7 separate regions of the Mus musculus genome follow, and all the other regions are linked to region 5. The links are chromatin contacts, called in public promoter capture Hi-C maps. All regions are on one chromosome and are shown on one strand. Each heading gives the region's core, a stretch centred on a gene start, on an enhancer-like site or on the middle of the called end of the contact. The rest is flanking DNA. Distances are from core to core; before and after follow the strand shown.

Region 1 (3,231 bases), core at 597-3,096, 1.1 Mb before region 5:
TTTTATTTTATGTGTATGGGAGCTTTGCCTGCGTGTATCTCTGTCCATCATGTGCATGCCTGGTGCCTGTGGAGCCCAGGAGAGGGAAGTGGATCCCTTGGAACTGGAGTTGCGGATAGACGTGAAGCACCATGTGGGATGTGGGTGCTGGGGATTGAACCCAGGTTCTCTACAAGAACAGCAACCACTGAGCTATCTCTCTAGTCCTCAATTATGCTACTTTTTGAAAAGAGCTTCTAGGGTCCCAATGTGACCGTTTGCAGTAAGTACTAGCTTCTCTTTCCCAAGGTAATGTATATGTGTATGTGGTATATTATTATTTGTGTTTGGTATAAGGTATATGTGTGTGACATATGCTGTATGTGTGTGATATATGGTATATATGTATGATATATGCTGTATATGTGTATGTATATATTCATGTGTGTGGAGGTCAGAGGACATCAGATATCCTGTTCTATTACTCTCTAACTTATTCCCTGGTTGGGGGGGGGGGGATCTCTTACTGAACCTGGAACTGGGCTACCTGCTAATTAGCCCCAGAGATTCATTTAACTCTACTCCCTACAGCTGTTTGAGGCATGTGCATAGTCAAACCTGGCTTTCACTGTGAGTGTTGGAGATTTGAACTCAGGTCCCCGTGCTTGCACAGCAAGCACTCTTTCCCGCTGATCCATTTCCTCAGACTCTATAGTGCTTATTAAACTGCAGTTTTAATGTTCACACCCATTTGCACTTGCTGAACGGTATTCTGCATTCTAGGTCACCATCTACTAATTGATAGGCACTAGTGATGAAGGCCATGATCCTGGGCCATAAAGACTTCCCCGTGTAGTCAAGACAGAAATACAAACAGTCCTGTGTTACTTATGCAATTCCTCGTAGTTGCCAATTTCGTTCTACAAATGCATTTATTCCTAAGACAGATCACACCCTCCACTCTCCCACTTTGGAAATTGTTAGTGTAATAGCTTTATCTTTTAAAAACTATGCACACAAACGTCCATACAATGTTCAGTGTTGTTTGGAAACATTTATATGTAAATGGCATTCTTAGAGTCTCGCTCTGCGATTCGTGTTTTCATCATCATTTTGGTTTTACGGCTGACGTATATGAAGATGGTATTTTCAATTGTATTGCACTTATAATTATGCATTATTCATCTAGTCCCTAAGGGTGGGGCATTTAGGTTACTCTTCACTCGCAGCTATTAATAGGTTATAAAGAGTATTCCTGGTTCTTCTTTCTATTTTCTACACCTTTGACTAGAGTTTCAAGCTCCTGCTGTCTCTTGAAAGCCTCCCCTAAATTCTTCTAGACCCTAGAGCGGACGATTCCAGTGTCCCAAGCACCTTGCTACACGAAGTTCACTAAAAGAACCAAGGATGGGTGGGTGGATGGACGGATGAATGAACGAAATGCCCAGAGCATCTTAAGGAATGTCCTCTTAAGAGTACTTTGGCGCCTTTGCCCTCTGCCTTCCGTTGACAGTCTCGTTTTTGCTCTCCCTCATTCCTCTAACCAGCCAAGAAGTGTGTGGGTGGGTGTGTGGGGCATGAGGTCTGCCTCTCTCTACAAGTTCAGGACCCGGGTAAACCCTAGTGTTTGATGTTGGGCGCTTCAGCCGCCCCCCTTTCCGAGCTCATGGGCGGGCTCGGCGGTCGAGCGGGCGGAGTACGGGGTGCTGCTCACTCAGATCCCTCCGCGCGCAGAGGACCGGCGCTTCTTTCTGCGGGAAACCCCTGGGCGCGCGGCGGCGACGGGGGCGGAGCCTCGCGGTGGGAGGAGGCCGAGGCGGAAGGACACGCGGGCCGCCCAGCCGCGCGGCGCAGCCAGAAACTTTCAGCCAAACTTCGGGCGGCGGCCTGGCTGCGCGGAGTGCAGGGGCGGCGCAGCGGGAGCTCCAGGACTCAGCGAGCCGCGGGGGCAGGGTAGAGCACGCGAGAGCCGGGCTCCTGGTCGGGACCCGCTCCCCATGCGGATCTGCTCTGGCTGCGGCCCCGAAGATGCCCGCTCTGCGTCCCGCCGCGCTGCGGGCGCTGCTGTGGCTCTGGCTGTGCGGCGCGGGCCCCGCGCACGGTGAGTACCGGGCGCCCGGGAGACCATCCCTCTCTGTCTCTGCGCTACGGGGACTGCGTCTTCCAAACTGCCTCGTCCGGGCCTCGAGTCTTGGCAACGCGTAGCGTCCCGGGTTCCGCGTTAGCGGGGTCTCGGGCGAGCAGCTCGCGGGCCGAGGTGCGAGTGTGGTCGGGAGGGCGGCGGGGGCTTGCGGCGTTCCCAGCTTTTGACACCCGGATCGGTCGGTTTGTCCGGAGGAGGAGTTGGGCGTGGGGCTTAGGTCTTGGATAGGTGGAGGCAGCAGTGGGGGAACTGGTGTGGCAGCGTGCTGAGCCACATGATTGAAAATCTCAACTGCTGTTATTCTTTCCGAGGCGCGGAGCTCTGCTGCGGTTCCAGTGTGCGTCCAGCCCCAGGAATGTGGTGTGACGATCCCCAACTCCTCCAACCTGGCAGCAGCTTGCTGCTCTTTTGGCACCGTTGGGGGTGGGGCAGGGGCAGGCGAGGAAAAGTGGAGACGTTGCTTGATCCGAAGTGCTTGCTTAGAAAGGCTTGTTATGGTGGGATATTCCGTGCCCCCTCGCTAACTTGGTGGGAGCCAGGAAAGGAAATCGGATCATATTTTACCCACTCCACCCACATCTTTAGATTTTACATTTCTTTGGAATGTTGTATGGAAAGAACTTCGGCTTTGGAGTCCAGCTCTGTAATCCTGGATTCAAATCTTCTGTATTAACTCACCAATAAAATGGGGATGAAATTACCCAGCTAATAGGATTAATTAAAAGAATGTATATTAAACCCGTAGCACTTAAAAGATGTTCAGAAAAGTTGTTTCAGGGCAGGAGCAGCGGTTTGGTCTGTGCTTCCAATGGGGCTATGTCTTGTACTGGTTTGAAGTCTGTGCTTCCAGTGGGGCTATGTCTTGTACTGGTTCGAAGTCTGTGCTTCCAGTGGGGCTATGTCTTGTACTGGTTTGAAGTCTGTGCTTCCAGTGGGGCTATGTCTTGTACTGGTTTGAAGTCTGTGCTTCCAGTGGGGCTATGTCTTGTACTGGTTTGTTGAACTGGTAGGGTCCCCCTTTACTCAAGAACAATTAACTTTTACCAGAAAAACTCTAGTACATTTCCTCAGAGAAGGGATGAGTTTCAGAAAAGTATGGTCTTTGTTCA
Region 2 (3,053 bases), core at 148-2,647, 1.5 Mb before region 5:
AGGCTGACCTTGAACTCACAGAGATCTGCCTGCCTCTGCCTCTCAAGTCCTGGGATTAAAGATGTGCCACCATGCCCGGCTCAGTTCCCTTTTTTTATTCCACTGCTTTTAACTACCTCGTGATCTGAAGTGGCTGCTGGAGCTCTGGCCATTCTATGGACACCCTATACACAAAGAAAGAGAAACGGAGAAATTCTACTTACCATTTCCCCCTATCTATCTATTAGGGAGGCTAAGAAATGCATCTCTGTGGAGACAGACAACATCCTAAGGTTAGAGTCAGTGCTTCAGTAAAGAGGAAGGAAATCAATGTTAAGGTAGACCTCCAACTCTCTTTGCTACCTCACTGTTCCTTTTGAGTAATTACTTTCATTGTTTAAAATGTTAATCTATGTTTGAGTGTTTTGCCTACATGTTTGTATGTGCACCTGAAGGTGTTGTAGCGCCTGGAACAGATGATTATGAGCCACCTTGTAGGTGCTGGGACCAAACCCGGGTCCTCTAAAAGAACAGTAAGGGCTCTTAACCACTGAACCATCTCATCAGGGTTTATGACTTCTAATGGCTTTATGGTCGGCCTCATCTCACCGATCTACACACTTGTCTAAGATTCTGCCAGTGCTAATGACTGCAAGACCACTGAAACCTCAGTGGCAGACACGCTACTCTCACAGGACACCTCTCACTGTCTCAGCTCACTCAGTCTCTCCTGTGTCCAGAGTTCTTTGACCCCACTGGGCCCTCCATCAGCCTATTTTATCTTCACTTCCAGCCGACTGGTTTCAAAACGCTAGTCCAATAGTATATTCCCAGCCTACCTGTGCTCTCACTCATTAGCTGTTTGCATTAATCCACACAGCTAATCACAGTAACAGAAAACACCGCTTTGATGAGTTTGGGCATCACATAGAAGTAAGTCTTCTGCAGTAACTGCCATCACGTGTCTAGTCAATTCTCTGTCCTACTTTTTATTTCATGCCTCCTGGGACAACTAAAAAGGTTGCTTGGTAGAGGCGTACGCGGAATATGAAAATGTGGATCCACTATGCACCGCTGTCCAGTCGTTTGAGGTGATCCTGTTAAAAGTGCAGATTCTAATTCTGTACCTAGGGCACGGGGAGGCCTCGGATTCGGCTTTTCTAATAACCGCGTGCCCCATGGATAGACAAACTGCTTAGGAAGACAAGACGCCCCACTATCAAGCCCTGGGCGGACAGTTCACAGCCCTAATCCCGACCCGGACCCCACCCTCGGCCCCGCCCCAAGCCGGAGCTGCGCACGCACCCACCACAGAGGCGGTGCTGGTGGCTAGAGAGGCAGGCGACCCAGGCTGAGGAGGGGGCGGGGCTGGAGCGCAGGGGGCGGAACAAGAGGCTCGGTGGGCGGGGCCAGAGGCAGAGGCGGTACCTCGTCGCGGGCCTTGTAGCCATTTTAGGAGGAAACCCGGTTCGCTGGTTTGGGGCGCGGCTTCAATTTCAATAACTTTATTGGTCTCCTTGTACGCCGAACAGCCGGCGTGCGTGTAGCCACGCGAGCCCGGAGCGCATCGCCCGAGGTGAGCGGCGTGGGGGGTGTGCGGGACCGGGGCTGTGGGGCAGCGAGGGCTCCCGGAGCCGGTTCTCCGAGCCGAGGCGTCCGTGAAGCGGGTAAGGGAGGGGACCCCGGGCGCGGTCCCCTGCGGCGGGGATTCCCTTCCCGGGCGCAGGGGCGGGGCCGGGGCGCCCCTGACGCAGCCGCGGGGGTGTTCCCCGCCTGGTGTCATTCCCCGCGGCAGGTTGCCCCCGACTCGAGCTGCAGCCATGGGAAACACTACCAGCGAGCGGGTGTCCGGGGAGCGCCACGGAGCCAAAGCTGCTCGAGCTGAGGGCGGCGGCCATGGCCCGGGAAAGGAGCACAAGATCATGGTGGGGAGCACGGACGACCCCAGCGTCTTCAGCCTGCCCGACTCCAAGGTGAGGTAGCGGGGCTGCCGGCAGCTCCGCCCTTCTTGGTTCTTCCTCCTCATTCTCAAGGGTTATGGGCTTTTTAACTAGAAGGCTATTCCGCGGATAGAGATGCTGGGTGCTAATTCCTCCTAGATACTACCTCAAATTAGGATAGGGGCGCGGAGTTGTTTTCCTGCTGCTCAGAGTAATCTGTGGGCCAACCTTTTAGGACGAGTACCAAAAACCCATCCCCTGCCAGCCCCATCCTTGGATCTACGTGCAGGTTGCCCTCTTCCAGAGCTTGCAGGATGTATAGGTTGTGAGCGCGGGTGGAAACTTCGGAGGGTGCGTTGTCTGAGCTATTGAAAAGGGCTCAGTTTCTCACATTGGCCTCAAGATAGCTAGATGACTTCTCCCTGAAAATGTCTCTGTGTAGGTCTCCTTCTTGCTCTCTCTTACGTGTTCTGCATCACCTCTTCGATCCTCGTCCACCTTTGTATGGCTCTGAGCTGCCATCAGTTGATTACTTGAATACTTTCCCCTAGTCTTGGGGATCCATATAGGACATCATTTGGTTAATGGCTCAGATCTTTTTTTGAAACGTGCCGTTTTAAAATGTAGCTGTGAGCTTTGCACAGGAGAGCAAGTCACTTTACTTCACTCCTCAGAAGTACTTCAAAACGTTGCCCGGGGCTCAAAACCACCCTCTACTGACCTGAAGCCTTAGCTCTCAATTCCATAGACTTGGAGCCAGAGGCCACTTTTGGTCACTCAAAAGAAGAGCCAGATGGAGCTGACAGCAGTGTGATTGCTACCCTAATGTTCCTAATCACTTAGAAATGTCAGCATTAAATACATGTAATTTCTCCCGGTAGACTTTCTGGAGTGAAAAAGAAAACCCGGCCCTTGGGGATGGGGTGGGGTGGTGGACATTTATCACTTCCCAGTGAACTGAGGCTTAGGATAACAGAGTTTTATTTGCCACTTTGATGGCACATGAAATTTGAATTACACACCTTATTTTCTCCGATCGAGATTGAGAACGCCGTTAGAAAAGTGCGTCATTGAACCGGCCATTTCTTGGGGTTCCCTCTTCCCTGTTTCCTCTCCTCTAGGATTCCTCCTCAT
Region 3 (3,123 bases), core at 622-3,121, 1.3 Mb after region 5:
TTCTGAGTTCACAAACTTAATCTCTAGATACAAGGTAGGTATTATGGGAGAAACTCAGACTAAAGAGTGTGACTGTTTGTTCTAGGTGCACACACTAAAGTTACTCATAAAACTTCGGGACCTTTCTTTTAGTAACAGTCTAGAGATCGCTCAACAACCCCCACAATTTTAACTATAGTAAGCAACATCCTGTGCAGATCCTGGGACAATTATTCCACACATCGAACTCTCCATCTAAAAGCTTCTTAAACCAAAGTGTCTCTTCAGAGAGAAGGTTTCAGCTGTCCGATCCGGATACTAAGATACTAAGCCCTCCATCCCCACAAACAAGGCCAGCAGAGGACAGGACCACTGGTGGTCCAGCTGTAGCAGCTGGGAGAGAAAAGTGGCTCTTCGTTACTCCTCACCCCACACCCTTCGACTGCGGGGTAAGATGTGGAAAAACAATCACACCTCTGGTGACTTCCAGCAAGATAGAATTCTTGGTAAGCCTTCCTACCACCCTCTTGGCTGCCTGGCTAGCTTTCTGGCTCCCTCGCTGCCTTGCCAAGCAAATTACAGTGGAAGTTGTTGTAGCCAGCAATGGCCACCGTCACCCTCCTTCCCAGAGTAGCGGGGCAGCTGGGGACCTAATTTAGGAGGATTTGACCATCTTAACTTTATTTCCAGAACACCAAACTCGTCATAATTCAAACTATTACATACACAGCTATTCTTAAAAAATCAGTAAGTCTATTAAATCTTTCGTTGTAAGCACTTTATCCTCAATTGAGGGAGGGGCTTAAGACTTGGGTCCGGGCTCTGAACGGTTTCTCCACATTAAAGGTTGAGAGGAGAGAAAAGAGGCCTAGACCACCTAGGGATGACAATCGATGCTGGTGGAAGTTTTGCGTTCTTGAAAAACCAACTAGGCATTTCCTCACCAGCCCTCCAGGACTTTGCGGTCTCCTGCCCTCCAGCCTGCCCGCGCTAGGTGTAAAGGCTACCAGCTGGTACTGCAGGTTCCTCAACTTCTTCCTATGGAGAAGGCTCTCACCCTCCTCGCAAACTGCGCTAAAGAAGTTCCCTGACCCGGACGATCCGGGAGCCGCGCCTCTAAGCCACCGACAGCACCGCTATCAGAGTCAACGGACTGACTACATGGCTTTCAGCCTACGCAGTAAGCGACTTTCGATCCCCAAAGGGGAGGAACCAGGTTTCACAGCCGCTGAATTCTCGAGAAGTTTCCGAGAGACGCGCAGCTTCGATCATTTGGCCGCGCTGGGTGTCCACAGTCCCAAAGGGAGAAGGATCTCAGCCGCCATCCCGGGCACCGAGCCCAGGAAACTGCCCTCCCCTCGCCGGCCAGGCTTTAGCCCCGACCGCTGCGTCTTCATCTGCGCCGCCAAAACCGCGGGGTTCAAAATCGCCCGGGTTCCGGGCTCGGTGTGCGCGCCACAGGGGCGCAGCTCAGAGCCGGAGCACCGACTAGGTGCAGGGAAAGAGCCCCCTACACTCCGGCTGCCGGGGCAGCAGGAACTCGCCCAAGTTTGCCAAAGCCCGGCCACGGTCTCCGAAAAGTTTGCCTCCTTCACAGAGGAAAGTTTGCGTGAGGGACGCGGGAGCCAGGCGGGTCCTGACACCTGCTGGCATCTCTCCTCCATCCCCGGGGCATGCCACCAGGCTCTGCCGGGACTGACCCTAAGCGGGAAAGCGCGGCCCCCCCCGCCCCCCCCGCCCCGGAGGACCGCAGCAGCATCCTCCCACCTGCGGAGGAGGGGAGTGTGGACTCACCTGGGCGTTGGAAGAGGAGGTGACTGAGGCAGGTGGTTGGCGTGGGCAGCCCCCAGCAGGAGCGGAGCGGAGACTGCGGCCCCTAGACAGCTGCGGCGAGTGAGCGGTCCGGCCGCCGCCCCCTCCGATCTTAACCGGCCTGACCACTCCCCCGCGCCTCCCCGCCCCTGCCCCCGCCCCGCGGCCGGCCTCCCGGGGGAGCCAGGGCGGGGCGCGCCGGCCGGGGCCCCGCGGGATCCTTGCGCCCCGCGCTGACGGCGGGGGGCCGGACGAACGCCGCCCTCTGATTGGCTCCTCGGGTCAATGGTTGCCGAGAGACGAGTAAACCTCGGGCGGCGCAAAGGGGCGGGGTGACCAAGAGGCAGCGTTGCGCAGGCGCAATAGAGAGGTGCTTTGTGGGCGGCGAACTAACTTTGGGGTTGAGGGCACAATTTTCCTCTGTCCTCTCCGCTCCACTCTGCCGTCTTCTTTAGCTTTCCCTTGCCTAGACTGTCCTTCCCTCTACCCCGCTTGCTCCCTGGCGGGCGCGTCTTCTTTCAAACTTTTAGGCGCTCCTCGCCCCAGTGCTCTCTGGTTTCCGGGAGCCGGGAGTGGAAGCCCACGCCTGCCTCGCGCGGTGTTTGTGAAGTCGGAAAACTCTTAGGTGGGCCCTGGAAAAATCTTTCTGATTCCTCGAACAAATTGGCTGGAGGTGAGGTCGTGGTCCTGGGGGGAAGGAAGCAGCTGTGGCCGCGCGGACCACCTGTGTGCAATTGGCGATCCCGGGAAGCTATCGCCAAAGCCTTAAGCACAGCAGCTCAGCTCTCCAGAGAGCAGCGCTGGTCTTTGCTGCTTGTTACTGCTCGCAGGTGTGGGACACACACACACACACACACACACACACACACACACACACACACACACACTCACTCACTCACTCACTCACACACACATAGTTGATGGCTCACACACACACACACACACACACTCACTCACTCACTCACTCACTCACACACACATAGTTGATGGCTCCGCTGTGGAACTCTCCTTCACCACTTAATTACCCGGAAGGCCTTGCAAGAAGCTATTGTGGTTTGGTCTTTATTTTAAGACAATGCCTCCTGAACCCCAGACAGGCCTCTAAGTAGCCTTGGCTCACCTTTAACTGATCCACCTCTGTGCACCTCCCAACTGCTGGGATTATAGGCGTGGTCTACCACGCCCAGCTTTACTGACCGTCTTGACCTATCCTCCAAAAACACTATTTCCCATCTGTATTATGGGAGGAAGGACGAGATAACCGTGAGATCAATATTATGGAAATAGCTATTAATCATGCACTGCTTGCTAAAAAGTTCATGCCAGGTACTA
Region 4 (3,200 bases), core at 274-2,773, 1.5 Mb before region 5:
AGAGGGGACAGAAAGCAAGGTCAAAAACTTTGTTGTCAAATTGTGTCTCCAAGTAACACCAGACGCTTTGTTTACACTGTCACCAACATGACTGCCCACACATGCAGATAGTACCAGTGAGCATGCCAAAATGAACAGAGAGGAGCCATTGAGGCCTCAATCCTACACAAAGAACTACAGGCAACTAAGAAAAGCTAAGAGCAATAAAAGGGGTCTTCTCTAGGGAGGAGCACACCAACTGGCTGTCCAGTGCCAACCAGTCAGCCCTGAAACGTACATACAAGTGACACTAAACACACTGAACTAGTATATCTAGGAGTATTTATGTACATAGGTATAAGCATAGGATAACGATTAAGTGGGGGGAGGGAACATGGATTTGAAGGAGAGAATGGGAGGGTTTATGAGAGTGTAAAGAAGTAAAGAGGAGGTGTAACTATAATCTCAAAAATAAAAATTTTAAAGTTGAATATAAATGGAAAATATTAATATGAACTGCTTGTCTTTCACTTCGCCCTCATCGTCATCTGCCCCTCCTCTAAGCTAACGGAACTTTTTTTTTTTTTTTAAAGAACGAGTCTCTCTATTACATAGCCCTGGCTATCATGGAACTAGCTGTGTAGAGCAGGCTGACCTTGAACTCAGAGATCCACCTGCCACTGCCTTCCAAGCGCTGGGTTAAAGGGTGCGCCACCGCCTGGCAGAAAGGCACATTTTGTTGCCTTTCCAAACCCTCACCTTTTGGTGGTACTTGGCACGTGTAAGTCAAGCGCTTCCTTATGCTTTCAAAAGCACGTATCCGCTAGTAAAGAAACTGGGTCCTAGGGCCGCTATTTATTTTGTTTATCTGCTCCCCATACCCCACAGTACTCTCTCGACAGCAACAAATAACGACCACGAGGTGACAACTGGTGAGTCATTATGACTTTCCGTTACACCAGCACTACATTCCCAGCAGACACATAAGGAAAGGAGTCTTGGGATGTGGAATAGAGAGAACGCCGCAGGATGAGGATGCTCCAGGTCCACTGGGGTCTGCAGGCCGGCGGTCTCTAAATCTGGAACCTACAAACTGAGGTCTACACATCTGGAGCCTACACACCTGGGGTCCACACATGTGGGATCCCCTCACTTGGGACTCGTAATGGCAAGTGGGCTTAATACGAAAGCACAAGAGGCACAGGACAGGACAAACTTTGCTGGGCAGCGCAACTTTGAGAGTTCATTAGGGAGCCGCAACAAGTGAGTGCGCATGCCCAGTCGGCAGGGAAACGCAGACTGGGAGGAGCGAGAGCGGCCGGGAAGCTGCTGGCTCCCCCGCTGTCCCCGCGTAGGCCAGCGCTGCCGCGCGCCTTCCCGGCTCCCGCCCGCCCCCGGGCGTCCCCGGCCCGCTCACCAGTCAAGCCCCACTGCTGTAAGTCCGGTTCCTGCACCCGCGTCCGAAGCGGCTCCGGCCCGTGTTCGGCCGGCAGCGCCTGCAGGAAGCGCGGCAAGCCGCTCGCCATCCCGAGAGGCCCCGCGCCTTCGCTCCCGCGCGTGCGGAGTACAACGCACCGCCGCCAGAGGGCGCAGCTCGCGCGCCTTCCCACGCTTCCTTAGCACGCAGGTGCGGAAGACTCTGGTCTAAGTGTGCGTCTGCGACTAGGACCTAGAGGCTGCCTTTGCTAAAAGCTCTGACTCCTAACTTGGGTTGCTTGGGTAGCTAACAGCAAGCTCAAAACTTGGCAAGCTCCCCACCCCCCCTTAATTTCTTATCTGTCTTCTTTAAACTTTGGGTCCGATTCCTGAGCAGCTTTCCATGTTTTCAGTTACGATGCACATGCCTAAAAACTAGTACTACAAGGTAGATACGTCTTATATTATCTAACCTTTTTCTTCATGTATGACTAAAAACACCAAAATAAGATTAACTTTATCTCTTAAAATGTGTAGTGACAAGATACATTCAAAGAAAAGACCCTGGTGGTACATTCCTGTAATCTCAGCATTGGGGAGGCTGAGGCAGGAGAATTTGTGAGTTCAGTCTAGCCTGGGCTGCAAAGCAGGAAGGTGTCAATAAATAATAAAGATCAAAGCTCAGTTAGCAGAATGCTTGCCTCGAATGTACCAAGCCCTCGGGTGGGGCATGAGGGTGAGCACCTGTAATCCTAGCCCTAGGGAGCTGTCGGCAGGAGGACCGGAGCTCACGGTCAGCCTCAGCTACACAAGTTTGAAACCAGCCTAAGGTGCAGTAAACCTTTTCTTAAAAATAAAGTGCGAGAGAACTTCCCCCCCCCCCATCCCCTCAAGATTCCAAGAGTAGCCATTCAAACAGAACATCTATGTGTGATAAAAACAAAAACAAATAACAAATAACTAATGGCCACGTTGTCCTAAGAAGGACCAAGGCTGGCCCCACTATGCAGAAGTAGTCCTCTAATGACTAAGGGACTTTACCCATCCCGTTATACAGACTTCTCCAGGAACACACAGAACCAGAACTGAGGTACAACCAGATCAAGAGGGGAGATGTCAGATACACCAAGGTCATCGCACCCCTCTGTGATCAATTATCCCGTTATACAGACTTCTCCAGGAACACACAGAACCAGACCTGAGGTACAACCAGATCAAGAGTGGAGGTGTCAGATACACCAAGGTCATCGCACCCCTCTGTGATCAATTACGTTGAGGTTAAAGATTAACTCAAAAAAAAAAAAAAAAAAACAGTTCTCAGTGGGTACTTGAAGTTTCTTGTTTATAATATGAACTACTAGTGGGCTCTTACAAGAACATAGTGTGTTATCTGTCCCTTACCAGTGGAACTGAACAAACTTGCCCCCGTTTTCCAATAGAGCTGTATTGAATACAGTCCTTTTTTCACTAGTCGTTTTTCCATTTGATTGGGGGGGGAGGGGCAAATGGCTGGACCTGGTTTGTTGAGAGTCCCCCCAAATCAAAACTCTGGCAGCACTTCTGACCGTACTCTTGAGTCCCCAAGTCACTAGAAATGCTTACCAAGGGTTGGTTTTGAGTATCAGCTGTTATTTAACCAACACTGCCATCGTGTGCCTCGTGTGCCAGATTTCCCCTGTACTGGGGAAATAGAATTCAGTTAACAGTCCAGGCAGACAGTGCTAAAGCTGTAGCTGGAGGCACTCCGGTTCTCCTGAAGTGCTTTCCACTCACTTATAACCGCTTTCTTCCCCTCCATCTAGGAA
Region 5 (3,236 bases), core at 499-2,998:
GCACCTGGGCAGAAGACTCTGAAAATGCACTGGCATCACTGGCTTGATGCCAGGGTTTTTTATTCTGCAATCTGGATAGCTAAGAACATTAGAAGTCTAATGTTAACTCCTGGGGTTATAATCTAATTAATTATATAGCTATGCAAATAGTAATACTTTGCTTTCTATCTGAAGACTAGACACCTAAGGCATTTATAAAACCCCATGTTACAGTAACCATTGTCTATATCTTCTCTTGACTGGCTTTGTCCTGGGCTTCTGCTACACCATGTGTCTTGGGTTTTCTATTAATTCCTGGCCACTTTATTTCCATTACTCGGCCACTTTTTATTCTAAATTCAATCTAGTTTATTCAGTTTTTGGAGTCTATTACCATGTTTTGTAGCTCAAGTGTCCCGTTGGCTCTATACTCGGGTATGTAGTCAAAGTGCATTGCACCTGGAAATACATGTGCCTCAAATTTTAACAACAAAATCATATTGTTATGTTCTGCTGAGGGCGGAACCATGGCTTCTTCAGCTTTCTCCACCTCATACCTGTAATTCCTTCCCTGCTCACTTCCAGTTACTCTGGAACAATTGCATGCTTCTAAGATTTTATTGTATGACTGGAGTTTTATCTTACTTTAGATTTCAACTCCTCGGGAGTACAGGCATCTCAAATACAGCTTACTGCCTATGAATCTTTGATAATTTCCAGTATGTGTTTCTTAGACTAATATAACCAATGCAATGGGATTGTGTCAAATCTGCTCTTTATATTTTTTACTGATTTTTAATCTGAGAGTTTTCAGTTCACTGAGAGAAGTCATCATCTTTACACAAAACATCTTCCATCAAGCATCACTGGTGTCATTGTTACTGAACCTCCGCGGAGCACTGCAGCTCTAAGCATTGTCCACTCTGAACTTGGTACTTGCTTCTATATCACCTCGTCAGTATGCATAATTCATTCTCTGAACCCATGAGACCCCACACTTCCGGAAGGCAAGGTACACACATATCCATCAGTGTTTCACTCAGGGCACTAGAGTAAAGTTGCAGACCCGATGACCAGCATGTAGGTCTCAAAAAGTCATTTATGGTCCTCTAAGAGAAGCAGGCTTCATTCTTAAGAGACACGAATGGAAAGCTGCATCTGGAAGCTTGATTAAAAAACAAACAAACAAACAAAAAACTACATGACTTTTTCCTGTAAGAAATAAGTCAATGGAGGGAAAATGAAATAAACCCAGTTCAACTTCAAAACTGTGAGAGCTGACGTTTATTGGTCTAAGGTTCAGTATCAATGAACACAGGATAGCAAGTCATGTAGTTTTGTATTAGAGAGCAGGTGGTGAGACATGGCTTTGCCAGAATCATTGACTGCTTTTCTTCGGAACTGCAGGGTGAGAAATTACCTATTTTTTTCCACCTTTGGTCTCCAAGGAAATCCGAAGGTGCTAGGATTCCAGGAGCCGTGGGTCTGTTTTTAGCCTTCGTTTAGGGTGGGTGATTTCCTTTACTTCCACGTCTAAAGAGCAACAACTCATTTCTTGAGTCTCCCTCAAGGAAGCTGGCACAAAGGAGAAGATGGTCGGGAAAACACTAAAGCCTAGGGCCACCTATTCCAAGGCGCACCTGCGCTGCAAACTTAGGAAACATCGGTACTGAGCTACTTTGGCCAGCGGCAGCCCAGAGGACAGGCGCATGCGTAGTAAGCACAACTCGGCTCGCCCGCAGACGTCATTCCGGGCCGGCGGCCCCGCCCTTCTCAAGATGGCGCTGTTCTCTGTGCGGAAGGCCCGTGAGTGCTGGCGCTTCATCCGGGCACTTCACAAAGGACCCGCAGCAACTCTGGCTCCCCAGGTAACCCGAGCCGGTCTTCTGCTTTAGGTCTCCGATCCTGCGAGCGCCTTCCCGCTCCCCTTCCCTTCCGCCACTTATTTCTCCCTTCCTGCTTCCTGTAAAGAGCCCTCCACACTTTCTCTCCGAGGTCCACTAGCCTATGACTGTCCCCAACTCAGACCACAGCGACGTTGCACACATGTGACCGCAGGAGGTGCTGCTGCTGGAAAGCACACGCCGCCGGGCCGCGTGGCCAGTGTTGCCTGGCAACGCAGGAAGCCATCTCCTGAAAGAGTGTGACGTTATCAGAAACTTAGTTGCTCTGCGATCGATCGTTCTCTTGCGCACCGTTCTGTTACGTTTTTAGCCTCCTCCCCCTTACAACTTCCCGGGGTGCAGCGGAGAAATCAGAAAAGTTTTCTTAGAATTGGGTTGTTTAGGTTAGTGCAGTAGCTAGCGTGTGGAACGCGAGCAAGAATCGGTGCTCGGTGATCCTTAGGCGCCTGCATCTACCAGGCCCTGTAACCAACAGCAACAAGCTGCCGAGGTACTTCATAGTGTTGCTTGCCTGGCAGCACTGCGATTACCACGACTGAGCTGATGAGCATGATATATTATGTCGAGCCCCGCCACATTTGCATTTTATCCTCAGAGCCAAAAGGTGTTGGGGAATTTGCTTTGTTCTGACAAGCACAAAACATCCCAGAATATATCAGTTTGACATAGATGATCTCGGAAGTCTTGTCTGAGAGCGGGAAGGAAACTTGAACTTCTGTGATGAAGTAATTTTTACACATTGCATATTCATAGCCATTAATGCACAGATATGACATGAGGGTGTCATGTTGTAACTGATGTATTATTGGAAAGCTTTCTGGCCTGGTCCTAAAAGTTCCTGGCTTTTTCTAACATTTGCTAGCTGTGTTACAGAACCAGTTGTAATCCTCTGGGCAGATGGAATAGAGGGAGAATTGGAGTGATTGGCATGTTGATGTACTTCCAAGACTGGAAAGCTTATGGGTTCATGACTATGAAGGTAAAACATAGCCAGCAAGAGTAGATGAAACTAGCATGTAATATTATATTTTGAATCATCCCACAAGTTACTCATTCTCTGAACTTACTTTTTTTTTCTTTAATGTAAACTTCACAAGATTCTTTACGAATAAAAGACACAATACTAGAAATTCAGCAAACAACTATTCAAATGTTACTTTACATTTTAAGAAACAGTGTTAGTTAAGAATTGATTCCGGCTTTAATCATCAAATGTTGTTTTTCTTGAGGTTTGGGAATTTCATTTTTTGGAATCTGATAGGCATATTAATGTGTATACAACCAAGAATATCTAGGACAGATTACTGTTTTTAAACCCTTGATTTCACTTTAAATATAAAGAATTAAATGTTA
Region 6 (3,432 bases), core at 416-2,915, 1.5 Mb after region 5:
TACAATAGTGTATTGTCCCAAATATTTAACTTAGGCTCACATTTGAACCTAGGCTTTTTCAAAATCCTCACACTAGGTTAAAACCACTACCCATTTTCTACAGGGGTTCTACCATTCGGGTGAAGTCTCATACATACTTCTCTTTCACACATTCAAGAATTAGCTTATGAGAGGAGAGAGGTGTTTGGAAAAAGCGAATTGTCTCCAAAGTCTCCTTTTAGGTAAAGATCTAGAAATGACTTAAAGGCTGGAAGCAGAGCTTCCATTTCATTTCATCTTGATTATACCCTGCCAAGGGCTCAATTCAGAATAACTGGCCAAATTATGGTTAGGGATATACACACCCCACCTTTTAACATTTAAAAAAAAAAAAAAAAATCAGAGCACAAGCCAGAGATTGGGACTTGGTGGCTGAGCAAAGTCTAGCAAGCTGTCAAGATTCAGTGACTTCACATGGTGGCAGAAAGGCAGAAACACGTTCTCAATACGCGCATGCTGACTCCCTGTATCTCCGCTCCCTGCTGTCCACAGCAGAAGAGTCTGACTGAACACTTCGTTCTGCCGGGAAAAACCAAGGAACCCTAGGAGTCCTTCCAGTCTATGTATGGTTCTACCCAGGCAGCTCTGAACCAACAACGTTCAACACCCTGATCATTCACAGGGGCAGGAGGGGGAGGGGGGAGAGACAAGAAAGCAGTGAACTGTACCTTGCTCTCCCAAAAGGAAGTACCATAATTTAAGTAACAAACGAACCTGTGTCTGTGTTCGTCGGGTCCATGGATCAGGAAGACGCCGGGGTTTTTAGCTCCTTTGCCGGCATCTACGTGAGGAATTAACACATCTTCTAAGCCCAGATCAAAGCGTTTGTGTTTTGAAGAGTCTGGAAGGAAGAAGAATGCCCCAAAACACAGGGTGATGAAGGCACTAAGGATGAGGAGAAGGATAAACTTCTCGGAGAGTCTCAAGGTAGCCCTGTGATGTGGGAAGGAGGGCGGCCCCAGGTTCAAAGGTGGTATCCTACGACCAGAGAGGGGCAGCAGCGCTGGGGTAGTCATCGTTTAGGCTCTTGGACGGAATACTTTATAAAGTTCTCATCTTATATCAAACGTACAACACATCGAACCGTTTCTCAAAACCTCGGCCAAAAAAAAAAAAAGAATAAACTCAATTTCCCTCCTCTCAAAGGATTGTTGTGCTTTTTTATTATTATTATTATTTACGAGGCCACCTCTTTCACGCTCTCCGATTACATCCAGAAGCCCGGGTGACCTCCCAAGCGATCGTTGGTTTCTGTCCCGTCAGATCTTCTCGCCATTTGGCTCTCGGTGCCTCACCGGATGATCGCGAGTCTCCTCTTCATTCCCGAGAGTGGATCGGGCGAGCCACACCGCAGAGAAGCTGCAAGGTGGGTTCTGCCATGCCCGCGCCCCGGCGCGATGCTCAGAGGCGGCTGCCCGCCCCGGGAGGCGCCCGGCGAAGACGACGAGTTGCAGTAGGTCGGTTCCACTCGGTCCCCTCCGGAGCCTCCTCCGCTCCACCGCTCCGCAGCCTCCGCGGCTTCCAAGCAGCGGCGCCGGGCGTAGCAGCGACGACCCTCAGCCGAGGCCGCGAGGGCGACGGCGTCCCGAACACTACAGCGCCCGCGCCGCCGCGCGCTCTGTCAGGAGCGGAACTTCCTCCTCAGCCGAGCGGCCGCCCCCACCCGGCTCCTCCTCCTTCTTCTCTTCCTCCTCCTCCTCCTCCTCCTCCTCCTCCTCAGCTAGCCCCGCCGCCCGCTTCTCGGCCGAGCCCAGCCGCGGCGGCCGAGCCCCTGCGCCTCGGTGGCGGCGTGCGAGGTAGCCGGGCCGCGGCCCTCAGACCGACAGCCCGGGGCCGGCGCCGGCTCATTCCTCGCACCGCCTGGGAGAGGCGGGCGGGAGGGAGGGCGGCCGGTCGCGCGCGAGCGAGCAGCCGCGCCTCCCGCGGCCGCAGGGCGGCTCCGGCAGGGCCCGGCCTCGGGTGGCTCGCACGCTCGCGCTGACTGCGGCGCGGGTCCGCGGCCCTGGGCTGGTCCCTGGCCTGTGGAGGCCGGAGGAGAACAGAGCGGCTGCGCGGCCGACACCGGTTGGGCCGAGCGGCTCGGCCGTGGGGGGCGCGGGCCCGGCTAGCCGCCCCGACTCGCGAGTGGGCGTCCCCGGGCGGCGGAGTGTGAGGTGCGCGCGCACGCTCCCGGCCGCCGCGCCCCTCCCCCGCCCGCCGGGCCGCTCGGGCCTGGCCGCTGCCGAGAGCCCGGAGCCCCCGGAAGCCCCGGCGGCCGGACGAGGAGGACCAGGCGCTTGGATCGCGAAAGTGGCGCTGGAATGTGGGGTTCCTGGGACTGACGGGTTACGGGGGCCAAGGCTGATGCCTCCCTCAGTTATCAGTGACTCGGGGCCGGGGTTCAACATCAAGGTCTCAAACTTCCACGCGTTCTTGGGCACGCGAGGCTGGTTGAAGAAGGAGGTGGCACCGGCCACGTGCCGGATTCGTGTTAAAATGGCAGCCCTGCGCTTTCTACTGGGTTCCTTTCTGAGGAATCGGACGACCTAGGTCAGACAGGAGATTCCTGGTGGTTCAGTCCCAAGACTATATATACACTCTATAGTCATCTTCACCACCACCACTACCATTCCCCCCGCAAAGATAACAAAGATGAATGAATGAGCAGGTGTTAAAACCCAAAAGGACAATATTGTTGAAGTTGAGGCTTGAAACAATCTGAGTCAATTCTGTTATCTGTAATATTGAGAAGAACCAGGTTGTGATAAAGTATAATATAGGCTTCTTAGCAATGCATATGTATTCTTGCATCTAGTTTGCATTTAGCTTTTTTTTTTTTTCTTAAATTTACCTTCTGTTCCTTGCACACATCCTAACTGGTAGCTGGCAATTGGAGAGGAGGCCCATAAATGGCAGGGGTGGGAAGTCAGCCTTAGAAATCAAGGAAAACTTCATGTCCCTTGGCAGGATTCAGAACTACATTCCACTAGGCATTTCTAGAAGCTCTGCAAACCCTACCTTCCTACCACAGGACAAAAGAAGTCATTGGTTTACAAAATAAAGCCAGCACAAGATGTAAACGTGTTCCCAAGGGCCACCGCTGGATCCAAAGTGAATGAGATTTGAGTGAGACACGTGAATGGATGTTAGAAACTGCGGAGTTCATACAGTGTGACTGTCTCATAGATCTCTAATGTTGAGAGCCCAACCAAAAGGAACACTGTGCTCCGACGGTTGAGGTCACTCATTTCCACGAGAAGATGGAAATAAAACACCAACCTCTGAACGAGACAGCAAGTTGTATAAACCTTGAGAAGTTATTATTACCTAGCTAACACTACAGTTAGCTGCAAGAAAAATTTACCAAAACCAAACATTCTACAAATGTGACATTGGAAGTTCCAGACTTATAGC
Region 7 (2,932 bases), core at 364-2,863, 1.2 Mb before region 5:
TCATGGTAGAAGACATATCTTTGTTGAGTGGAAGAAAGAAGTTAAAGATCGTGGTATCTGTAGACTATTCTAAATGTATTATGATTCTACCAAATAAGGCATTATACACTCCAAAATTGATTTCCACTCCACATTGGCTCAGGTTGCCAAATGACAGGTGTGAGCTGTGGCAAGCAAGGGAGGATGTGATTGTAAATACAAGGCCAGCATAGGTGAGTTCTAGGCCAACCAGAGCTGCATAGCAAGACACTGTCTGGAGGGGGGAATTATATATGAAAGAGGAGAGATAATATGAGAGAATGCTTATTAATCAGTAGCTAGAGCTGAACTTGAGCTCAAAGCCTGTTTACATCACTTCTAACTACATGACCTGCTTGGAAAAATCTTTGCAGTCTTCCCCAAGTATAAAGTGAGAGCCTTCAGCTAACAAATTTCACAGAGTTGTTTAGTTAAATGTTCAGATAATCATAAGACACTAAGTATTTAGCAAAGAATAGTTATTACTAATGTAATAAGTATATTTGTATAATTCCTTTCTTTCTTTCTTCCTTTCTTTCTCTCTCTCTCTCTCTCTCTCTCTCTCTCTCTCTCTCTCTCTCCCTCCCTCCCTCCCTCCCTTCCTTCCTTCCTTCCTTTTCTAAGTTTACAAAACCCCTGTACCTCCACGTTCTTCTCATTTAATATTTACAAAAACCCTCTTGAGGCCAAGAATATCCCTATCTCATTGATGAGGACACCAAAGAAGAGAGAGATGAGAACTCTTCCTTAACGGTGATTATCTAGAGGTTGCTTCAAAAGCAAGTGAAAACCAAATTACTGGAAAGCCTGGTAAGATTCCCCTTTCTATACCATGATAGAGGCAGCCAAGAACCTAGATTTGGGGAGGCTAATGATGTATGTGATCCCCCTGTACTTCTTCATTTATTAATATATGCATATATATACATATATATATGAATAAATATATATAATACTAAATATTGCTGATCTCTTTTTAAAAGTTTCATGTGTGGGGGTGGCTTACTTCCGCTCCTGCCTGTGCAGCACGTGCATGGAAAGGTTGGAGAGGCCAGAAGAAGGTGTCAGATTCCCCTGGAACTGGAGTTACTGATGGTTGTAAACCAGCATGCGGGTGCTGAGTTGAACTCCGGTCCTCTGAAAGAACAGCCAGAGTTCTTGATCCCTGGGGCGGTCTCTCCAGCTCCTATTTGCCAATCTCTTACCACAAACTGTTTAAGAACTTTGTGACAGTATAAACACCCAGGCCAGAAAAACCCTCAAGAAACGAATCTCTGCTGAGACATACACAGATTATAAAATATTATACATAAAATGCTCTGTAAAAAAAATCTGAAAATACATAGCTTTACAGTTGCTTCATACTCCATTCGTCTAAAAAGTTCGCTCTCAGTCACCTTTCAAGCCCTACTAAGCTTGAGCGCCACTCCTCTTGCAGAGACACCACTTAGTGGAAACAAAAATTCACAAATGTGGGCGGGACTTGGTCGGAGGAATGACTGCGGAACTAAAGTTCCCGGTGGTTGTGGTTCTCGGTGGGAAGCCAATTGAAAGGACCGGTAGTGGAAAGCTCTGAAGTCGTTTCCGGCCACCTCAGCGGGAAGCGGAGACGCCAGCGGCTAGCTGTTGGGGACCTCAGCCGGAGGTGTAACTGGCCGCCGCCGGAGAAGAAGGGACAGTGACTGAGGCGGCCTGGTCTCCGTAGCCAGGGAAGATGGTGCTGCTGACGATGATCGCCCGTGTGGCGGACGGCCTTCCGCTGGCCGCCTCGATGCAGGAGGACGAGCAGGTAAGCTGCTGCCGGAGCCCCGAGCTCGCCCTGCTCCCGGCTAGTGAGACCCTAGCGACCTCACAGACTCCTTCCCCCTCTTCTCGAGAGCTCTTTTACCGTTTGCTCGTGAAAAGACTACCTGTGAGAAGAAATCCTTGTGGAAGGAGTTAGAGTTATGGTGGTAACTGTTCCTCTCTACACAGAAGCCCCGGAGAAAGCTTATCCAGGTTTAATTTGATCACCCAGTTTGTGATGACTTTTTAGGGACCTTCTTAGAATTTAGGACTTTTCTTTTGGGCTGCTGTTAAGGCTGCTGACTAATATATCTGGGGAAGACCAACCCTTGGTTTCTTCACCTCGCTTTCCTGTAGCTCTTGATCCTTGACCTAGCTCGATGACATATTTTGATAGAGGATGAGGTAATATTGCCACTTACAAAGTTGTCAAGGTTCAGTAAAGTGCCTACTTTCACGGCTATGCCTGATTTTCTCCTGCTCTCATAAAGTATATTATTCAGATGAGCCCAAGAATATGATCCGGACAAAGGAGATTGGGGGCTGGGAGTCTTAGAGAACACTTCCTTTGAAAAATATTTTCCCCGTGAGGGGTATCAGTGGGGTAGAGATGGGCAGAATCTGATCAGTTGCACTGAAGTCTAATGGAGGAGAGGGACCAAAGTGGGTCTGAAATGCTACTCAATATCAGTGGGCCCCTACTCTCTGCTTTGAAATTTTTCTGAAAAAAATTCATGGATTCTTTCTTAATTTTAAACTTGGTATTTATTTGATATTGGTCTGCCAATATTGGTTTGTTTCATTGATGAGAAGTTCTCCACAGAAGTGTTTTGTTTTGTTTTTCTGGTTGTGATTTATCATTTCCCTTTATTAATTTTGATTTTAAATAATAAGCCTTTCTGAACCTTCAATGTCTGCAGAAGCATCGGTCTCAGACTCTTGTTTTACCATCATGATAGTAGACAGAACGTCACACACAGCCTCATATAGAACAGCACTGTCCTGAGAGTGCTAGGGGTGCTATTTCTCTGGCCCTCCTCATACCACCCATGTCAGAGTGTGTGCTCTTATTGCCCTTCACAGGGGCTCTTAGGCTTAAAGTCACACTGCTAACAAGTAGGGTAATGGA

Evidence for each region. Promoter capture Hi-C pulls out the DNA fragments that hold promoters and counts their contacts. Capture Hi-C pulls out chosen DNA fragments and counts their contacts.
Region 1: a contact with region 5 is called in a promoter capture Hi-C map of pre-B cells. The contact joins the promoter of Notch2 here to the promoter of Wars2 in region 5. A contact is called at or near these places in 1 of 39 promoter capture datasets (pre-B cells) and 2 of 484 Hi-C or Micro-C datasets (CD4 T cells and CD8 T cells).
Region 2: a promoter capture Hi-C map of pre-B cells shows a contact between it and region 5, with 10 times the contacts expected there. The contact joins the promoter of Prkab2 here to the promoter of Wars2 in region 5. A contact is called at or near these places in 1 of 39 promoter capture datasets (pre-B cells) and 1 of 9 other capture datasets (liver).
Region 3: a contact with region 5 is called in a promoter capture Hi-C map of liver, with 2.2 times the contacts expected there. The contact joins the promoter of Tent5c here to the promoter of Wars2 in region 5. A contact is called at or near these places in 7 of 39 promoter capture datasets (cranial neural crest, embryonic stem cells, frontonasal cranial neural crest and 4 more), 1 of 484 Hi-C or Micro-C datasets (muscle stem cells) and 2 of 115 datasets of contacts at active chromatin or transcription factors (astrocytes and large pre-B cells).
Region 4: a promoter capture Hi-C map of pre-B cells shows a contact between it and region 5. The contact joins the promoter of Chd1l here to the promoter of Wars2 in region 5. A contact is called at or near these places in 1 of 39 promoter capture datasets (pre-B cells) and 1 of 484 Hi-C or Micro-C datasets (CD4 T cells).
Region 6: a promoter capture Hi-C map of liver shows a contact between it and region 5, with 3 times the contacts expected there. The contact joins the promoter of Man1a2 here to the promoter of Wars2 in region 5. A contact is called at or near these places in 5 of 39 promoter capture datasets (the C10 cell line, cranial neural crest, hippocampal neurons and 2 more), 1 of 115 datasets of contacts at active chromatin or transcription factors (astrocytes) and 1 of 9 other capture datasets (liver).
Region 7: a promoter capture Hi-C map of pre-B cells shows a contact between it and region 5, with 2.4 times the contacts expected there. The contact joins the promoter of Sec22b here to the promoter of Wars2 in region 5. A contact is called at or near these places in 5 of 39 promoter capture datasets (the C10 cell line, hippocampal neurons, liver and 1 more) and 3 of 484 Hi-C or Micro-C datasets (all in the G1E-ER4 cell line).

What each region holds. Positions count from the first base shown.
Region 1 is chr3:98,011,692-98,014,922 of GRCm38.p6, forward strand. It overlaps Notch2 (notch 2), which reads left to right and starts at 1,847. Exons shown (of 34, transcript NM_010928.2): 1 at 1,847-2,080. The coding sequence starts at 2,008.
Region 2 is chr3:97,656,815-97,659,867 of GRCm38.p6, forward strand. Prkab2 (protein kinase, AMP-activated, beta 2 non-catalytic subunit) reads left to right here and starts at 1,398. Exons shown (of 8, transcript NM_182997.2): 1 at 1,398-1,555; 2 at 1,775-1,952. The coding sequence starts at 1,800.
Region 3 is chr3:100,487,321-100,490,443 of GRCm38.p6, forward strand. Tent5c (terminal nucleotidyltransferase 5C) reads right to left here and starts at 1,872. Exons shown (of 2, transcript NM_001142952.1): 1 at 1,774-1,872.
Region 4 is chr3:97,608,667-97,611,866 of GRCm38.p6, forward strand. It overlaps Chd1l (chromodomain helicase DNA binding protein 1-like), which reads right to left and starts at 1,524. Exons shown (of 23, transcript NM_026539.2): 1 at 1,397-1,524. The coding sequence starts at 1,505. It also overlaps a transcript of Fmo5 not described here.
Region 5 is chr3:99,139,342-99,142,577 of GRCm38.p6, forward strand. Wars2 (tryptophanyl tRNA synthetase 2 (mitochondrial)) reads left to right here and starts at 1,749. Exons shown (of 6, transcript NM_027462.4): 1 at 1,749-1,847. The coding sequence starts at 1,758.
Region 6 is chr3:100,683,808-100,687,239 of GRCm38.p6, forward strand. Man1a2 (mannosidase, alpha, class 1A, member 2) reads right to left here and starts at 1,666. Exons shown (of 13, transcript NM_010763.2): 1 at 754-1,666. The coding sequence starts at 1,055.
Region 7 is chr3:97,899,614-97,902,545 of GRCm38.p6, forward strand. It overlaps Sec22b (SEC22 homolog B, vesicle trafficking protein), which reads left to right and starts at 1,614. Exons shown (of 5, transcript NM_011342.4): 1 at 1,614-1,807. The coding sequence starts at 1,733.